3 separate regions of the Mus musculus genome follow, and all the other regions are linked to region 2. The links are chromatin contacts, called in public Hi-C and HiChIP or PLAC-seq maps. All regions are on one chromosome and are shown on one strand. The core of a region is the stretch at or near the end of the contact, and the rest is flanking DNA. Distances in the headings are between cores, read along the strand shown. Region 1 holds the start of Ubl3 (ubiquitin-like 3). Region 2 overlaps Gm15411 (a long non-coding RNA gene). Region 3 has its middle 12 kb from the start of Gm35620.

What was found. Hi-C and Micro-C count contacts between places; a contact is called where the count stands out from the background. HiChIP or PLAC-seq counts read pairs in DNA pulled down with a chosen protein or histone mark.
Region 1: a contact with region 2 is called in a Hi-C map of CD8 T cells, with 4 times the contacts expected there. The contact joins the promoter of Ubl3 here to the enhancer-like site in region 2. A contact is called at or near these places in 3 of 39 promoter capture datasets (the C10 cell line, cranial neural crest and liver), 1 of 484 Hi-C or Micro-C datasets (CD8 T cells) and 1 of 115 datasets of contacts at active chromatin or transcription factors (the SCID.adh cell line).
Region 3: a contact with region 2 is called in an H3K27ac HiChIP or PLAC-seq map of T-cell acute lymphoblastic leukemia, with 2.8 times the contacts expected there. The contact joins two enhancer-like sites. A contact is called at or near these places in 5 of 39 promoter capture datasets (the C10 cell line, cranial neural crest, frontonasal cranial neural crest and 2 more), 2 of 15 datasets of contacts at CTCF or cohesin (the NIH/3T3 cell line and large pre-B cells), 2 of 484 Hi-C or Micro-C datasets (bone marrow-derived macrophages and cortical neurons), 12 of 115 datasets of contacts at active chromatin or transcription factors (the NIH/3T3 cell line, the SCID.adh cell line, T-cell acute lymphoblastic leukemia and 9 more) and 2 of 9 other capture datasets (adipose tissue and liver).

The regions. Positions count from the first base shown.
Region 1 is chr5:148,550,648-148,554,101 of GRCm38.p6, forward strand. Ubl3 (ubiquitin-like 3) reads right to left here and starts at 2,141. Exons shown (of 5, transcript NM_011908.2): 1 at 1,306-2,141. The coding sequence starts at 1,332.
Region 2 is chr5:148,976,584-148,980,042 of GRCm38.p6, forward strand. The region is part of intron 4 of Gm15411 (a long non-coding RNA gene); the gene reads right to left. Among named protein-coding and RNA genes, the nearest start is that of 5930430L01Rik, 17 kb to the right of the region's middle. Within about 2 kb of position 2,093, at least 138 of the 459 cell types and tissues checked have an H3K27ac peak or open chromatin away from gene starts, as enhancers often do. A contact at or near this core is called in CD8 T cells, the SCID.adh cell line, T-cell acute lymphoblastic leukemia and 3 more, where this site is marked.
Region 3 is chr5:149,332,859-149,336,194 of GRCm38.p6, forward strand. No RefSeq gene overlaps it. Among named protein-coding and RNA genes, the nearest start is that of Gm35620, 12 kb to the left of the region's middle. Within about 2 kb of position 1,808, at least 50 of the 459 cell types and tissues checked have an H3K27ac peak or open chromatin away from gene starts, as enhancers often do. A contact at or near this core is called in the SCID.adh cell line, T-cell acute lymphoblastic leukemia, double positive thymocytes and 1 more, where this site is marked.

The DNA.
Region 1 (3,454 bases), core at 891-3,390, 430 kb before region 2:
CCTGAGTTTAAAGACTCCGGAAGCAAAGGCTGCAAGCGCGGTGGCCACCCGGGAGGCAGGCCCAGTGGTTCCTTTGCATTTGAACAGCATATTAAGTGGAAAATCAAACAAACAAAATGCCTTTAAACCAAGGTCAAAATACACAATTTAGGGTCATTTTTCTTTTAAAAATATGTAAAACAGGTCATCTCTCCATAGAAATATTTGACATTTTAAAAATGCAACCATTAGCAAAGTTCAATCTTGGTTCTGCACTGTAATACATACACATTCAAATGTCAACTTGACATAAGTGGGCATGATTACATTAACTTCGATTCTTTCAGAAGGATTATTCATCTCCCAGTTACTTGCATTATGTCTGCCTTCAGGACTGCAAAGTGTCACTTCACGCGCCCACAAACCCACCCCTCAGCACTGTAAGGCTACACAGTAACTGTCAGTCAACACACTCGCAACCCTAACATTTAGAAACCAAAGGAAAAAGCCTCAATAAACAATAGCAGTTTTTGTTTCCAGTTCTCAACGCCCAGTGATCCAGGCTCAATAAACATGCTTAACTGGCTTAAAACAAACAATAGACAAACAAAAACCTAAAATGCAAAACTGTTAATTACTTGGTACCAAGAAACCTTGGAATATCTATATTTTAAAAAGGACGCTTTACGCCATAAACCTAGAATTGAAAAACATTTAAATAGCTCCGGTTGTCATAGCTGTTCGTTCAGCTAGACGTTTCGAAGGGCTCACAGCAAGACTTTTTCCAAAGAGGTGCGCCGCTGCCCCTGAAATGTATCAAGTGTGCACCTACGTCTGAACGATCTTGTCTGTCACTGAGCCAGACAGCCTCTTCCTACCCTAGGTATCCAGCTCGCCGCCCGTCCCCGGCCGTGTCCACACAGCCCTTGACGTTTTCCCGAAGCGTTTAAATCCAAGCCTTGAAAGCCTTCTAGCAATCGGGAAGGAATTTCCTCCGCTTCCACTGCATTTCCCTGCCTCCGGCGACTTAGGAAACACAACCGAACCAGTGACTCCCAGTGGTTTTAAAAAAAAGAAGAAGAAAAAAAGAAAGAAAAAGCTGCAAAACCACACCAAAAACCAGTGCTTCCTAAAAGAAAAGGGGGGAGGGGGGCAGAAGAGCCAACTTCTCCAAAGCCAAGTAGATTGGCTTTTCCAGAAGTGCCCCCCATTTCTCACCCCCGCCGGGCCCCAGAAACCTTCGCCCCGACGCCAGCGTCGTCTTCCGATTAAATAAGATTGGAAACCACACTACAATCCGAACGTCGGAACTTATCGTTCACTTACCATATCCGCCGGGACATGACTGGACATCTTGCCTTTTGAGAGTGGGCCAGAGGTTTACGCAGAAAACAAAACAAAAAGCAAGAGCAGAAGTGCTGGAACTACGGAAAAAATAAAAAAGAACCTTCACAATTCTGATCGGTTTGTGCTGAGCTTTTCCCAAAAATGAAAAAAAAAATAAAAATTAAAAAAAAAAGTAGAAGTTACGTGGGAGCACAAGAGCTTCTGGGGCGAGAGGCGCGAGGGGAGCCGATCGTCAGCAGCAGTAGCAGCTCCAGGACCCGCCGCGCCAGGTGGACAGAGCCGAGTGACACACGGACATGGAGCGGGGTGGGAGGGGGTTAAATGCGCCGTCCTCTTTCCCCGGCCCAGGCGGTGATTCACACGCGCTCGCGACTCAGGTCCTCATTAAAGCCCCGGCGACGAAGTGTACAGATAACTATGTGGCTACACATCGAGCGCCGAGCTGAAAGCGGCCGGGGCCGCCGAGAAGCTCAGCGCGCGCCGCGGGGCCGCACAGCCGGGCTGCGCGCAGCCGCGCTCAAGGGCATCGACCTCGCCAGCCGCCGAGCCGAGCCGAGCCGAACTGGGCCGAGCCGAACCGAGCGCAGCGCCGGGGGGGCTCAGGCCGCGGGCGCCTCAGCGCAGCCGCGCCGGTCGGGCCGCATCGCGTCTGGGCTCCGGCCGCCTCCGCCTCGCTGCCTGCCTTCCGCAGCGTCTTCCGGGGGCTCCTCCCTTAGCTTGGGAACAGCTCCCCCTCAGAGCCCTGACTCTCCGCCTCCTCCTCCACTTCTCAATCCCACACGCCCCGGCCGCCTCCTGTCATCGCCTCAGCCCAACATGGCGGCGGTGGCCCCTGCTGGTGCCCGAGAGCCGACTTGGGAATAGCGCCCCCCACCTCCCCCGCCCCCGTCTGCGCTTGTTCCGTTCGTCACAACGGAGCCCTCTCGGAGCATCATGGGAAATGTAGTTTGTGCAGGTGAGGGGAAGGGGCCTCCGGGGCGTCCTTGCCCGCATCGATGCCACGCCCCCGCATAGCAACAGTTGCTAGGAAAGGATAGCGCCCTTGTCTCGGTTCAGTTTAGAGGCTCTTGCTCTGGAGTCAGTCCCTACCTGTGTCCAGAAATGCCATGATCACGCGGATTGTTGGAGGAAAACAACTTGCACGGAGAAATTCCCTCGCGCACTGTGTAGACACAGTTAAAATAGGACACACCGTGGTGCAGAAGCATGTGTTTTAATCATTGCAAGTTCTCCACATCCTGCAATCTCAAACCATTTTATTGAGTGAGTTAATCTTTAGGTCTCCTCAACATGACAGTTTGAAGATCAGAAACAATCATTGATTTCCAATAAGGCCGTGGAAGTTCAACAGAAACAAGACTCTTGTGAAGCAGAGGCAATGTCTGAACACACGTTTCCTGAAGTCCTAGGGCCATAAAGCTGCAATCCGCTTAATTGAAATGACCAGAAACTATATAGTGGTAGTGGAGACTACATGTAGATTCACCACTTCCCAGCCTAGCCCCTGTTTGACCCGGTGACGTAATTGTATTGTGAATTTAAAACAGCATAATATAATGCCGATGCTAGAATATTTAGGTGAAAAAATAATGTCTACCACGGATCTAGGATCAGAATACAGAAACCACAAGTATTCAGTTGAGCCTTATTCATATCTCAGACCTTTCGGAAGGGCAGTCTCCACACGATACTATTACACCCACCTACAGTTGTGACCTCACCTAAAGGCAGCCTTGCCTACCTTCCAGGGCTAAAGTCTGGGTGCTGTTAAGGATGATTTCATGCATGGCACATACATCGTTTTGTAAATAACAGCACATCTTCTGACGTGAACGGTGGCTACTCATCCTCTTTCTCTCTCGACGCACAGGTGCACCACAGGCTCTGCGGCCACTGAGAGTTCAGACGTGAGCTATGCAGTCCCTGTTGTCTAGGAGCCTGCGTCATTCCCCAGAACCATCTCCCCAGTCACGTGTTCCCTCATCGGACGGGAACTCACGGGACACTTCAGAGGACCTACTTGTCTCTTGAGTGGCGGCCTGGCTGAAGGCATTCCATACACTCCTAGGAGCCTACATCACAGACCCAACTCCCTAAGAATCCAAACGTAGAGGAAAACAGAGGCCCA
Region 2 (3,459 bases), core at 843-3,342:
TGCCCACTCCTTCCACATCTATGCATTCAAAAGCCACTAATTAAAAGCATGCACAGTAAAAATTACCTATGTAGGTTCATAGGTAACATACAAAAATGCCCAGAGTGTGTCCATTGTATTAAGACTGAAAAGTCATCTAGAGAGTAAATGTGGTAGTGCATACCTCTTATCCACAAACATAAAAGGCTAAGGCAAAGGGATTGTGAGTTCAAGGCCAACCTAGGATAGTAAGATTTTACTCCAAAAGGGAAAAAAAATCACATAGAGATGATTGGCGTATACAGGAAGCACACATAGGTTCTATACAAACACCATGAAGTCTTACAGAAAAGGTAGAGACCCCGTAGATTCTGATATCCATGGGGACCTGCAACGACTCTTCTGTGGAAGCCACAAAGCTCCAGGCACAACTGCAGTATCAGGCCACATTAAAGGGCCACCTGTGGCTCAGTGTAGCTAACCCAGCTGACACCGTGTTTCCGGCCTGGGCAACATCTGCTTTACACTCTGATATGCATGGGGTACTTCCTGACCAAGTGCCACCTACAAACCTGATCCGTCTCGGTTTGTCATCATGAGCAACAACACGAGTGTTAACCCAGGGGTGACCCGTAGAAGATGAATGACTTTGGGCACATGAGCAGACCAATAGAACCTGGCATACAGGACTGCTTATGGGCATCAATGGGTTAAGACAAAGTACTAGACAGCAGGATGTAGTGCCATATATATATATATACCTTTAATTCCAGGACTTGGGAGATAAAGGGATCTCCTTGAGTTTGAGGCCAGCCTGGTCCACATAGTGAATTCCAGTACAAGCAGAGCTGCATAGAGAGAACCTGTCTTGGCAAAAAGAAGAGGTGGAGGAGGAGGAGGAGGAGGAGGAGGAGGAGGAGGAGGAGCGGGAGAAGGAGAAGGAAGGAGAAGGAGGAGGAGGAGAAGAGAGAAAGGAAAAAAGGAAGGAAGGAAGGAAGGAAGGAAGGAAGGAAGGAAGGAAGGAAGGAGAAAGGTCGCAGGAGGGATGGGGCAAGATGGCACAGGGAAGGTCAGCAGAATTCCTCATCAGCACCTCACAAGCCCCTGACAAGAACCTGCTTAACAACAGGAAATAGAATCTGGCAGAGCAGGCAGCTCTAACTGTCTCTGTCTTACACGCCCTCCACCCCAAGGGCAGAGCTCAACCCAAATCCCCTCTCCTAGAAGCCAGGCTTCCCGAGGAACAGATGTTAGCAGAGCTCAGGAAATCCTCTTGTCATAAACCCCAGCCTTCCTGCAAGGCCACCCTCTTTGTGTCATCCAGGGGACTTTCAGACTGTAATCTGAGCGAGCCTCTGAATCCTAGCAGCCCCGTTGCCTGCTTTGTTCGTAGGAAATGGGTTTGAGTTAACTCAAAGATAGGAAGTGTCTCACACTTAAAAATAGCCCCTTCCATAATAATAAGCAAATACAAAATTCCACCAGTTAGGACCTGGCCCAGCTACTCTGTTAAGGGCAGTATTGCAGAGAGAGGCCTGGGGAAGCCTTAGTGTCGGCATGCACCTCTCTTGTGCTCTGAGTATATAACAGAGGTATTCTTGCAGAGAGGGTGGCTGCAGACAAGCAATGGCGCCATCAGCTAAAAAAGATCCCGTGGCAAGAAGCTTGTCAGTATGTGACAGTTTCCTGGGCCATGTGTTGTAACTGCCACGTTATGCCTCTATAGTTACAACCCTAGGAACCGTGGGAAACAACAGCTGCAACCCCTGGGGACGCCTCAAGAGGTAATCAATGCCCGGAAAAAAAAAAATACTTGGGCAGGAAAAGTTTTCCTTTATTTAGGTTCCATGGTGCCAAACAGCAGCGGGCTTAGGCAGGAATGTTACAGGCCGGTGCTTAGTGAGACTCTGGGACCTTTTAGCTCTAAAAGGTTATCAACTTACTGGGCTTGTCAAGCATAGACAGTCGGTTACAGGAGTCAACTTTCGGTTGTCATTGAAGTTCCTCTAAGCCTCTTGCTTTGCACCGAGCAAGCAAACAACCTCTAATCCCTCAGCTATGTAGTTCCAAGTACACCACAGAGCACTGAGCCACACACACGCCTTTGCCTCGTGTTCTGTGTGGTTGCAGGTTAACCAGGCCTTCAGTTCTCTGCAGTAATTCCTGCCCTCGTTGCACACCAAGCTCTGGACTGGCAGGTTCTGTTCTGACGTCCCTGTTTGGACATCGCTTATTCGTGAATGCCTGTTAGACCCGCCACACAGACAAGCCATCCGGGCTATTATTTTTAAAAGCGGGAGTGCATGGTTTTGTGTTTGGAGAGACTTCATGACACATTTGGGAATCCAGTATCAAAGTCTTTGCTTTCAGGAAGTGAGCATTGGAAGGTAGGCTGGCAGGGAAGATCACCATGCTGCAGCCCACAGCAGGCTGGCACGAACATCGCACCTGCTACCTGGAGCTTCTTTGAGACATCAGTCTTTGGTGTAAGATGCACAGGCTCGCAAGCCTAAACAAATGTGTGCTCTGCAGCCCAGTAATATAAAAGACACCCAAGTCGTCAGTCCCGATCTCCCCGAGCCCCCCTCTTCTTCCAATCCACTGATTTTCTAAAATGCATGGCTGTAGACTTTTAGTGCACTCGGGGTTCTTTATAATTAATTTCTACCTCAAAATTTAACATATATCTTATATAAATGATATCATTTATCATGTATATTATTCTGAGACTATGTGTAACCCAGGTTGGCTTTGAACTTGCTGCCCTCTTGTGTGCTAGGACTACAGGGATGGGCCTTTCCTTTCTCCTCTCCCTTCCCTTCTCCTCCCCCACCCCCATCTTTGCCTCTGTCTCTGTTTTTGTTTCTCAATTTCGCTCTGTCTCTCTATCACCTTTCCTTTCCTGTTCCCTCCCCTCCCCTCCCCTCTGTCTGTCTGTCTTCTGTCTGTCTGTCTCTCCTCTCCTCTCTCTCTGTGTGTGTGTGTGTGTGTGTGTGTGTGTCTATCTGTCTGTCTGTCTGTCTGTCTGTCTCTGTCCCTCTTTCTCTCACTGCTCCAGGGTCTCACTGTATAGCCCTCAACATCTCCAGCTGCTGGGACTGAAGTCTGTGATACCTTGCGTGGTAGAGATATTCTCCGTCAAATTCAGAAACTAGCTTCCTTTCAAGGTTACTCAAGTCAGAGAAAAGTTCTGCTGGAACGTTCTCATTTTCTATTTGTTTCTATAGATGCAGTAGTCATGGGGGCGACATACAGAGAGGTAAAGGAGCAATGACTGCTCAGAACTCTTTACTTTTATATATTTATTTTGGAGAGGGAGGGTGTTTCTGCTACAGCATGCATGTTGGGGGCTGAGGGGCAAGTTGCATGAATCACTCACTTCTCTCTACCATGTGGATTCCAGAAGTTGAACTCTGTTCAGTAGGCAAATGCTTTGACCCAACAAGCCATCTTACTGACTCCCGGGACGATTTAATTTAT
Region 3 (3,336 bases), core at 558-3,057, 360 kb after region 2:
TTCTTTGAAGGCTTTTAGGCTACAATGGTAATAAAAAAGCTTGGAGATAGCTAAGGGGACAGATATTCAGAAAGAGGCATAGGAAGGCTGGCTAAAGTTGATTACTCCTGTGGGGCCTGGCGAGTGGAGTTGAGAGGGCGTGCTTATCATAAAAGCAGGGCATTTTCAGGTGTGTCCCTATAACAGTCTTTATTTTCTGAGTCTTCGTCCTTCAAACTTAGTGTGGTGCACATGTGCAATCGCTGCTCAGGAGGGTGAGGCAGGAAAATTTTGAGTTTAAGGCCCACTAGGGCTGTGGATCTATCAAGATGCTTTCCCCACAGACAGACAGACAGACAGACAGACAAACAGACAGACAGATGCAGGCAAACACCTGCCATTTCCCCAGAGATCAGCCAGTACTTACCCAATCCTTTGTTCCCTGGGAAGACTCCAGCTTCCATTCTACAAATCCTCGTCTCTTTGATAGTTGGTCACTTCTGCTTGGGGACATAGCTTTGGAACAGACACTGGCTGACTCAATGGCTCTATTCATCCTTCCCAGCATTTGTGTTGGCTCAACTAACTCATGTAGTCATTCAACAAACAGTACTGGCAAAAGGCCATGTCTGGATTTTGAGGCCGAATCTTTGGAATTCAGGAGTTGAAAGATTTTCTTCCTCTTTTTTTTTGCTCTTGAGTGCGTATTTATAGGTAGTGTAAGACTCTGGCGAGCCTTAGCTTACCAGGGACTCCCTGAGTGAACAACATGAAACCACCGGGAATCGATGCAAAAAGCAAGAGGAATTTATTTTTCCAAAGTGTTGGGGTCGTTCTACACCTGAAGGAGAAGTATCGACTGTGCACATCTTGTCCCCTTCTGAAGGGGTTCTCTTCCAGGAGGAGAGGGGGCAGGTGGAATTTTCCAAAGTTTCTGAGCTGACCTCTTCAGTACCACGTGCATGCCTGAAGCTCTCAGAGTTCAAAAGTGGCCTCTGGAACTGGTGTTATGGATGATTGAACGGCCATGTGGGTACCAGGAACTGAACCCTGGTCCTCTGCAAAGAGCACCCAGTGCTTTTAACTGCTAAGCCATCTCTCTCTAGCCCATTTAGGAAGTCTGCAGGAATTTAGGTCTATCTTAGTGTTTGAAGCAACAGCTTAATATTTGAAAAAACACAGGGAGTGGGGCAGGGATACATGAGTGTGGTGGTTTGAATAGGTTTGACCCCTATAGTCATGTGTTTGGACACTTGGCCATGGGGAGTGGCCCTATTAGGAGGTGTGGCCTTATTGGAAGAGGTGTGGCCTTGTTGGAGGAGGTACATCACTGTGTAGGCGGGCTTTGAGGTCTCCTTTACTCAGGCTCTGCCCAGTATGGGATCTGACCGCCTTTGGCTCAAGATGTAGAACTCTTAGCTCCAGAGAGAGAGAGAGAGAGAGAGAGAGAGAGAGAGAGAGAGAGAGAGAGAGAGAGAGAGAGAGAGAAGGCTGCCTACTGTAGCCAGGAAGGAAAGAAGAGAGGGTTGGGAGTGGCTGCAGCCTCAGTCTTCTGCTCTAGGACACACCTCCGGTGACCTCACTTCCTCCCACCAGACTCAGTAGATCAGCATCTCTCCACAGACAGACCCAAGCCTAGCAGCCATGCCTTTTACATAAGAGTTTTTGTGAGTCAATTAAGATCCAAACTGTCACACGGCTACTTAAACCTCCCGATGCACCAAATTTAAACGTGTGAATCTCTTCTCCCCAGCCAGCTACCTAAATCCTCCGAGGGAAATTAGAAGACACATCCTGCCTTTTGAAAATCAGGAAATGAGGGCTCTGTGTATCACACGCAAAATTCAAACTGTGTAGAAGACCTCACCACTCGGAGCCGCCCAAATGAGCGGCAACTCTTAGGAGAGGCGTTATAGAAAATGTCACCGCTTGGGAAGTCTGGCAGAAAATTTAGAAATTTTTTTCCTGGGGAGGTAACCTAAGGACACAGAGAAAAGGTCTCCAGAGCCTCTTTTGCTTTGTGTATGTTCTGTTCTGTTCTGGAAAGGACTTGAGGTAGCTTATTAAAGGGACGCACAACAGAAGTTGAAAGTACAGTAAAAAGGAAGGGCCTGTGTTTCACAGCAGGAGCCGGGAGGGGGTACCGGTAATGGAAGATCCACGTGTGGACTCAGACATGTCCTTCCAGTGGGCCACCAGCCCTGGGAGCTATCGGAACAAGGGAAACGGATGAGCAAGTGATATAAAGGGAGATCGGTTGCTCAGGAGAGCAGTATTTTTGGAGGCCAGGAAACAGGCCTCTCTCCTGCAGGCCCCCTCCACCATCTGTGTAACGTAGGAAAGCCACAATCCTAATAGCATCCTGCATCTGCTGCGGCCTCCCGTAGCTCTGAGATACAACCGTGGGCCCAGCTCAGTCTGTTCCCGAACACCCTGTATAAGGCACATGGTTCTATTTTTACTTTATTGTCTTATTTTATGCGTGTGGATGTTTGGCCTGCGGATGTGGTGTATGGTGTCTGCACCGCCTACGTGCAGTGTCCACAGAGGCCAGAAGAAGGCACTAGATCTCCTGGGACTGTAGTTACAGATGGTTTTGAGCTAACATGCCGGTGATGGGAATTGAACTTGGGTCCTATGGAGGAGGTGCAAACCTTTCAGAATCTGCTTTATGGACCAAGAAAAGAAGAGCTGTCTCTCTCCCTTTTTATTCTGTTCACATAACTCACATTTTGACAAGTGTGAGCCTCCATGTGAGACTGAGAAACGAAGCCACCACCGGAGGAGTTTGGCTGGCCATGTGCTGAGTAGCGGCATAGCGATGGCATCTCCTTTCTTCTTGTCGGTTCTGGGGGCAGCACACCCAGGACCAGGCGGGATACTCACTACCGCCGAGCATCGCCCTAGCCCTTCACACCACTCCTGCTTAAACCTCCAGCATCTCTGATCTACGTAAACTTGAGACCCATAGCAAGATCCACATATAGCCGGGAGGGCAGCAGGGTGGGTGGTTTATCTGTGTGCCAAAGTCCCTCTGTATCCGGCTGGCTCTTACTTTGCCAGGTGGTGCTGGGGAAATGTTCTCACGCTTGAGGATAAGCAAACCTGAAACATTTGGTGGGAGGCTGCGGCTTTCCCTGCCTTGAGGTCCTTAGGGAGCAGCTTGCTCATTAAAGGGTAAGGCTCCATCACACAGTGCTCCGGGGTTGGCAGGGCGGATGCGCCATCTAGTGGCCACTCCCAGAATACCCACATGCGGCTCTCTTGCCGCTCTAATGACCTGAGGGCATGTCCAGTACTGGAGCAAAAAGGTTAATTAGGGAGCTGGGGCATCTCTGTTCTCTGTGTCCAGCCCGA